Linked DNA regions of Anas platyrhynchos: region 1 is linked to region 2. A link is a contact called in public Hi-C data. All regions are on one chromosome and are shown on one strand. The core of a region is the stretch at or near the end of the contact, and the rest is flanking DNA. Distances in the headings are between cores, read along the strand shown.

Region 1 (3,941 bases), core at 966-3,465, 72 kb after region 2:
CTCTAGTCTAAATACAATCTCACAGGAATAGTCATTCATTCCTTGGAAATAATTATTTCTTATTGAAAAATAACTGTTGTGGTGCATTTAGTCTGTGGTATAATTTGCATGCAGCTGTGAACATGTGACACTTTGTTTCTCTGTTTTCTTGTTCTGCTCTTCTGGATCATGTTTATACAGACGTATTTACAAGAACCATCATGAAAATGTTGTCTTGTTTGCTCATAAGAGCTCAGTAAAAAAAAAAAAAAGTCCGTAAATTGGATTTCACTGTAAAAGAAATGTGTTGTCCATTTTGAGGTTTTTCCCTTTCTGTATTTTTCTTAACCATACATGTAATGACATCGAGTTCTGTATTGTTTTTCTCTTATGTTAACATAAATAACTGCTAAATAGAGAAAAGGAAAGAAAAAGTTAACTCAAGTTTCATACAAGATTATTTCCCCTCCAGGCAGGGGCAGTTGATCACAAGCAATAGCACTGCCCTTCCACATCTGAGACTTTGCAGCTGATACCTGGCTGCTCTGATTCAGTGCAAATGGGAAGCAAAATGGGTTGGCTTAAATTATCTTTATTAGATCTGTGTTCCCCTCGTCGTGATTTGAGCTATGCCATTTTACTTCAGGTCTTTGTGGCCTAGAAGTGTTTGTTGTGCAGTTATAGCTTTTCAGCTGAGCATTGGTAACTCCGGGATAGAAATGCTCACAGCTAAGAAACACTGGCTTGATTGTGTGTGGCCGCCTGCCTGTACCGTGCTTGCACATTGCTTGTAGGCATGCAACAGGACTGGTGGTGAAGACGAGCAAGGCTTCCGTGGTGTTCTCCTAGGCACTGCCCGAGCTCAGCAGCTCATTTGTAACTTGACCACTGATCTCAGATTTTCATATTCATGTAGTTCTTGGTTTAGTGAGCTGAATGACCTGTGCTACTAAGGTCTGAAAGGGAAGTGCCGTGAATTGCAATAAGGAAAGCTGCCTGATGTTTTCCTTTATAGGATGCTGGGTTCAGTTATTTATTTATTAGAACTTCGCAAAACATTAGCTTTTGGGGTTGAAATGTTTGAAGCTGAGTAGCTGCCTCTAACTTATTTTTTTTTCTTTTTTTTTCCCCCCCACCAAAATTATTTAGCTATTTATAAGAATGCATGGAAAAGTAGCTATTTCTTATGTATTTTTCCTTAAAAATAACCTTTTTGTTTTGCAAATGCTCACATCCCTCCCTTTGAAGCAGAAACTAGAAATTGCATGGTAGTGCAGAAAATGCTGGTGATAGGCTTTGGGGGAAGAAGAGTGGCTTATGAGTCACAGCTTTGCCTTTGTCAGCACTGTGAGAATCTCAGATCTAACCAAACTGTAAGCTTTTAAAGAAATCACAGTTCTCTCGTGCCGTCTTGAGCGCATTAGAGCTGTATGGCTGCAATTGACAGCGTTTTCCTTCTTGCTGAGCAAATTTGCACATCTTCTAATGCTGCACGGATTGCACATGTCCCATCACTAAGAACTGGCTAAAATACACCTGGGCAAGCTTCTCAGCAGGTGGTAATGAATGCCACTGGCCATTGTAACTGAGAGCAGAAAATCCTGCTTCTCTTATTCTCAATTATTTCTCCTCAAGCAACTTCAGAAGATAAACTGCTTGATTTGGAGACATGAAAGCTCAGCTGGGGGGTGGAAGATTGATAAAACTGGGGTAAGGGAGAGCAAGCTGTGCAGGCTGGGCAGGGAGGTTGGAAGCTGAACAGAGGCTGGGCTGGAGGACAAACCGGCTACCTGGTACCACAGTGCCCAAGAGCCAGGAGCAGAGCTACACTGTGGTCCCAGCCCCAAAATAACCCCATCAGTGAACAGGGAGTCAGGCCCAGGGTGTGAGGGCCCTGTCTTTTCCTTATCCTTGCTCTGTCTTCCCCCGGGGAGGCTCTCCTCTGCCACTGTGGTCCCCCGTAGTTTTTTTATGGGCAGAAGGTTTGGAACTTTGGCTAAAATGGATAAATCTGAGCTGAAAGAAAGAAGCAGACTGTCAAAGGGGAGTGGGACATAATAAGACACAGGGTCACAAGAATTGATGAGCAGAGGGACTGAGAAACTGAATCCAGGAGGCAGTGGGAGACCTGATGAAAAAGTGGGTGATGGGGTGGAAAAGAGAGCTGTGGGCAAGGGTACGAGTCAGTATGACTGTCTGTCAGGGAGTGGAGGAGGGACAAAGCATGGGTAGGCAAGGGCAGAGCATGGCACTGCCAGCCACCTCTGGGAATGACAGAGCAAGGAGAGGTGAAAAGTAGTAGGGAGTGGGGGTTTTTATGAGACCCAGACCCTGAAGGTAGGACTGAAGACAGGCTGGGACTTGAATCAACTCGGGCCAAAGGAAATGGGCTTGAGGAAAAGAGGCAGGGGAGCTCTGGAAATGCCTTTTCTGTAAAAAATTTTGGAATATCTGTAAATACTTTTGGTTTCTGTAGAAGCTCCTTGGGAATATGCCGACCACCATTGCTAGTCCCCTGAGGGAAGATTGCTTTGCCTATGCTAACCATTGCTCATTTACTCCTTTACCACAAGAGCTGCACGGTACACATAAAGATTGCAACTCCTCTGCTACCTTGTGCCACCTTGATACCCTGTGCCTTGTATCTGTGTGCCACCCTCACACTGACAATTTCTGCTGTCTTAGTTTGGTTTTGCCAGAAGTGGTGAAAGTAGTATCCAAGTCAAAATATGCCGTGAGCGTGTCTTTGCAAAGCTCCTTAGTTTGGCCCCTTGTGAGCATTACAACTGAATGTTATTTGCCCATGTGGTGACATCCTGTTTTTTTCCACAGGATCCCTGCTTTGTTGCGTGCACAGGATGGACCTGCTCTGGGAATGAACCTGCTGCATGCAGTGGCAAAGGCAGTTCTCCATAGTAGCCCTGCCTCAGTGACAACAGAAGCTGGGACTCGTGCGGCGAGCAGGGGCTGTGCTGATGCTCTGCGCAGCTGCACGCTGCCCTGGGGAACGGGACTCTCTTCCTGGCTGTGATGCTAGGTAAGTTGCTTAATCCGGCCTTTTCTCCTGTCTTTGTGTGTCTGGCTTTCTTGCGGGTGACTTGAGATCTTTGGATCTGATCTGGAAAAGTGCTGAGCACTGATAGCTGCGAGTGAGGCAGCGGGGGCTGAGGTTCGAAAGTGCTATATAAAGCACACTGTAATGCTAAGTACTGCGAAAAAATGAGGTCTGAGTTGTGCCAAGCTGGAGACAAAGTTGTCTTCGGAGTTGGTGAATCATTTTGACCTTAAAGTTGTCTCTGCTCTGGTTAGGAAGTTAGGACTAACAGCATTATTCTAAGTTAGGAGTGACGGAGTAACAGTGAGAGTAACCATTATGTTTGTCGAGTGCCTGGCTGCACCACTGAATTCACAAAGAAATTACTTGTTCTGTCTTCCGAAAAAAAGTTTGAATAGCGTGCAGTAAGTACGGAATCAGACCGTACAGCAAACACCAAGAGGAAAACAGATCGCTGTTTTGATTCGCGGTACTTCTGTACACTGAGCAAAAAGCAGAGATGCTGTGGGAATTGGGTGACACGACCGCGGTGTGTGCCATGCCACATAAGCAAACAAAGGCAAAGCTCAGGTTTCTCTGAAACTTACTTGTGACATTTCCTCCTGTTAGTGCTTGCCTTTACAGACGGATTTTAGTCTGGATGTTCATATCATGTAGTATGATTTGGGGTATAAGAAGCAGGGCATTTTTTGATGCTGTCAGCTCCAATAATGTGTGTGCACAAAGCTGAAATGACAAGTAAATTCATCGTTCATCCCAGGCACATGCCTCTTGTGCCTGGTTATTGTATCAGATACAAAGTACACAGTGTTTGTAATACCCACTATCAGAATGGCTTGAGGTCAGAATTTCAGCTGCATTTCTTCAGCCTCAGGATTCGTGTTTTCCCAGTGCGATGTCCATAGCC
Region 2 (3,837 bases), core at 667-3,166:
TGTAGTTAAATCCCCTCTCTCACCCAGTTTGCCAAGGACACTCAGCTGCTTCAGACTTAGGGGTTTTCTCAGTGCTGAACCCTTAAACTTTGTGGTAGGTGGGCAATCTGTTGTGTTTGTACTGCAGCAAGGTAAAAGGCCTGCCTTGCTCTTCCTGGTGGATTTAGGAAATAATTTAATAAGGAGTTTTGGTTACATTGAAGGATGTGCAGGGTTGGACAAAATCAAGCATTTTTAAATAAGAAATACTGGAATTAAAATTACCTGTGCAATTCTAAATTAGACTGCTTATGGTCATAATATCAAAGACACTATTTTTTTCCCAGAGGACCACTGCTTCATTTCGCATAGGGGAATGAATGTATCATGACCGTGAGGTAAATGAGATTATTGCCTGTATAACAGTTAGCTTATTTGCTACAGAAATTTGCACAGATATAACAAATGAGACCAGAGGAAAAGCTCTATCTCTTTGCCCCAGGTTTCTTTCCACATACAAGCTGCTCTCGTTTGCCATGTTATTTCAAGGCAATATTCTGAGTTCTCTGTGCTTCAGCCAGAACAGCCCTTCGATCTCTTTGCTGACTGCCTGTCTATGGGCAAGTTGGAAGAGCTTTCTGCAAACACAAGAGTTTCTCTGCCTGAGCACGACCGATGCGCAGGGACGTTCCCAACAGTTGTCCTCTCCAGTTGCAGCAGCCCAGCACTGGAGCATGCCCACTTGGAGTGATGCCAAAAGCACTCCCCTAAAAGGGTGGCATTTGGGGTAGGTAGGATCTCTTGTTAATTTAGCAGCAAAGCTAAGCATATGTAAATTATCCCCTCCGTCCCCCCAGCTTCCTAATGTGACAAAATTGTACCATACCGAAGTTCTTTCTCCAGAGGGGGAAAATATTATAAGTTTTCAGTGGACAGAGGAAACAAGCAGGGCAGAAGGTTTGCCTTAAATTTGTTTTGAGAGACAACTGAACTATTATTACTGAATGAAAGAAAAAAAAAAAGCAAAACAAACAAACACAAAAAAATGAGTCAGACAAGAGCATGGGGAAACACAAGCAGCACTGGTACTACAGCAAAATGTAACTACCAAACAAGGTTTACGATAAAAAAACAGTATCGGAGTATCTGCTGAGCTAGCCATACTATCAGTAACTATGTATAATGCCTGGATAACTGCAGAAAAACTTAGGACTACGTATTCCTGTGAGAAAGCATTAAAAATAACAATTGTTAGAGCCTGTAGAGTATAACTTGCCATTAGTGATAGTTGTGAAAACATAAGGCTGATCTTTTAAGACAGCATTTCTGCATCACGGCTTGCCTGCAGAACTAAAGGGCAATGTTTAACAACCATCCTTCGGCCCTCAATAATTTTTAACTCGCATCTCCCCATCCTGCGAGAGAGTCGGTGCTGCTGCACGGTTGTGCGGCGGTGCCACAATTTGCACGCAACGCGTTTTCCTTTTTTTTAAAAAAATTTTTATTTTGTTTAGGGGGGGGGGAAATAAGACCACCCCCTTCTTTATGGTGAAGACGGGCCACTACAAGGGAAGCTCCCCAGTCCCGCAGCGGGCTGCGTTTAAAGTCTCGCCCTGTGAGGGCGAAGGACTTTTTTTTTTTTCCTTTTTTTTTTTTCTTTCTTTTCCTTTCTTCTCCCCCCTCCCTCCCCTTTTTCCCCCCGGTGGGTGCAGGGCTTGGGGGGAGCGGGGCTGCCATTGTCCCCGGGGGCGGGCAGCGGGACGGCCCCGCGGCCCGGGGGGACATCGGCCGGGGGTGGCGGCGCCTCGGTGCCACCCAGCCCGGCCGGGATCGGCTCGGCTCGGCTCGGCCTCCCCCAGCGCGGGGCCCGGCCGCTGCCGCTGTGCCCGGGGGCAGGGGGGGGGAGTGCCTTGTGCCTCCCCCCGCCTCCTCCCCGTCCAGCCCTCCTCTGGGTAGAAGAAGGAGGGGAGGAGGAGGAGGAGGGCGAGTGGTGGGAGGGTCTCTGCATTGAAATAAACAAGCAGGCAGTTATTAAAACGGGAACATGGCGGCCGCAGCCCCAGCTTCAGCTTCGGCTTACAAAGCGAAGGTCAGCGCCGCCGGCGGCCGCGGGGGACGCCGCTGACCCCGGTACCGGCTCCCGCACGCCCCCCTCGGCCCCGTGCTCGGCGGGGGGGGTGTGCCCCGGGCCCCCCCCACGCCTCCCCGACGGGCACCGGGGGCCGCCCGGGGCCGCGGAGGGGCGGCGTTGGCGGGCGGCTGCCCCCGCGCTGACGCCGGCCGAGGGGAGCCGGGGAGGGGGGAGGAACCGGGCGGGGGTCGCGGCCCCCTCGGCGGGGAGGTGAAGGGGAAGAGGGGCTGCGGGGCTGCCCCTCGAAGGGGCATCGTGCGCGCACACCCCCCTTTTTTTTTTGGGGGGGGGGGAGGGTGGGTACTGCCCCGGGACGCCCCCCCCTCCCTGTTGTGGGGGGGGCGGGTCGAGGGGTGCATGCACCGCACCCTGCCGCCGCCGGGCCGGGGGGGGGGTCGCTTTGCTGCGGCCAGGCCGGCCGGAGGTGGGGAGCCGCCTCCCCGCGGCTGCCGGGGGGAGAAAGTGGGGGGAAGGCAGGGGGCGCCGCGGGGGGGCGCGGGCATCCGCCGGGGGAGGGCATGGGGCAGAGCGGGGCTCGGAGGGGGGATTGCAGAGGGGTGTTTAGGATCCCCCCCCTTCTCGCACGGGAAACTTGCAGGGAGGGTCTCTCCCTCCCCGCTGACAAAAGGGCTGATTTGGGGAGCAGGGCGGTGTTCGCCCCCTCCCCTTCCCCCGGCTGACAACGGCTGGGGGCCGCTCCGTTCCCCCTACGCCCCCCCCCACCCCGCTTCCCTTTTCCCTTCCCATCCCGGCTCGGCTCCTCCAGGTGCCCTCTGCCCTTCCCGGTGGGCCGGGGCGTGCGGGGGGGAAGGAGGGGGCAAAGCGGGCAACTTCTGCGAACTTTCTGCGCGGGGGTTGCGCCTGCGTGTGCGCGCCGGGCCGGGCTGAGCCGAGCCGGGGCCGGGCCGGGCTGAGCCGAGCCGCGGAGGCTCCGCGTTCGCGCAGCCCCGGGGCGGCCGCCGGCGCCTCTCGGGAGGGGTGGGTGGGGTGGGGGCCCGGCCGCCGCAGTGCCGTGTGGCTGCGTGTGTGCGCGGGGCGGGGAGGACGAGGAGGAGGAGGAGGAGGAGGAGGAGGAGGAGGGATGGCAGCCGGCTGGGCGCGGGGTCCCCGTGCGGGCGGGGCGGGCGGCGCCGCGCTCACCGCGGGGCTGCAAGGACGGGGGGGCGGCGGCGGCGGTGGTGGTGGCAGCGCCGAGAGCGGGGCCCCAGGCTTTTGGGGCGAGGGGGGAGAGGTGCCCCAAACCCTCCTCCCTCCGCGCAGCGCGGGGGCGCTGCGGGCCCCCCGCTGCCGCCGCGCTCCTCGGGGGCCGCCGGGCGCGGAGTAACCGCGGAGTAACCGCGGTGTAACCGGAGCCGCGGGGTCCGAGCTGCTCTCACCCTCGCTACTTGTGCCTGAAGTGTGTGTGTGCGTGCAGCCCGCTGTCTGAATGCACTTGTAATTTAGCCAGGAAGCAGCCTCCTTGTGAAAGGAGGCCGGCTTGCTTGTTGGGCAGTAATCGATCGCTGGGTTTTCTCCTTATGCTTTTATTTTATTTCGGGGTAGTCGGTTCGGTTATAAAGCCTGCTCACCTGCTTCCTGCGATATTTTTATGCTGTTTAAGAATAGTTTGAGCTCAGCGTATTGTGTCTGGCTATGACAGTTACAGCAAAGCTCTATTGCCACTGTAAATAAGTAGGCAGTTTAAGGCTGCCACTCTTTTTACTTAAAGCATTTCTCGTCGCTGTTCT

What was found. Hi-C and Micro-C count contacts between places; a contact is called where the count stands out from the background.
Region 1: a contact with region 2 is called in a Hi-C map of small yellow follicle, with 3 times the contacts expected there. The contact joins the enhancer-like site here to the promoter of NCOA2 in region 2. A contact is called at or near these places in 3 of 8 Hi-C or Micro-C datasets (liver, skeletal muscle and small yellow follicle).

Annotation. Positions count from the first base shown.
Region 1 is chr2:34,520,421-34,524,361 of IASCAAS_PekinDuck_T2T, forward strand. It overlaps NCOA2 (nuclear receptor coactivator 2), which reads left to right. Exons shown (of 25, transcript XM_038173626.2): 3 at 2,812-3,016. LOC119715716 (a long non-coding RNA gene) reads right to left here. Exons shown (of 3, transcript XR_011807474.1): 1 at 3,859-3,941; 2 at 3,622-3,760. Among named protein-coding and RNA genes, the nearest start is that of NCOA2, 72 kb to the left of the region's middle. Within about 2 kb of position 2,216, at least 1 of the 8 cell types and tissues checked has an H3K27ac peak or open chromatin away from gene starts, as enhancers often do.
Region 2 is chr2:34,448,905-34,452,741 of IASCAAS_PekinDuck_T2T, forward strand. NCOA2 (nuclear receptor coactivator 2) reads left to right here and starts at 1,917. Exons shown (of 25, transcript XM_038173626.2): 1 at 1,917-2,068.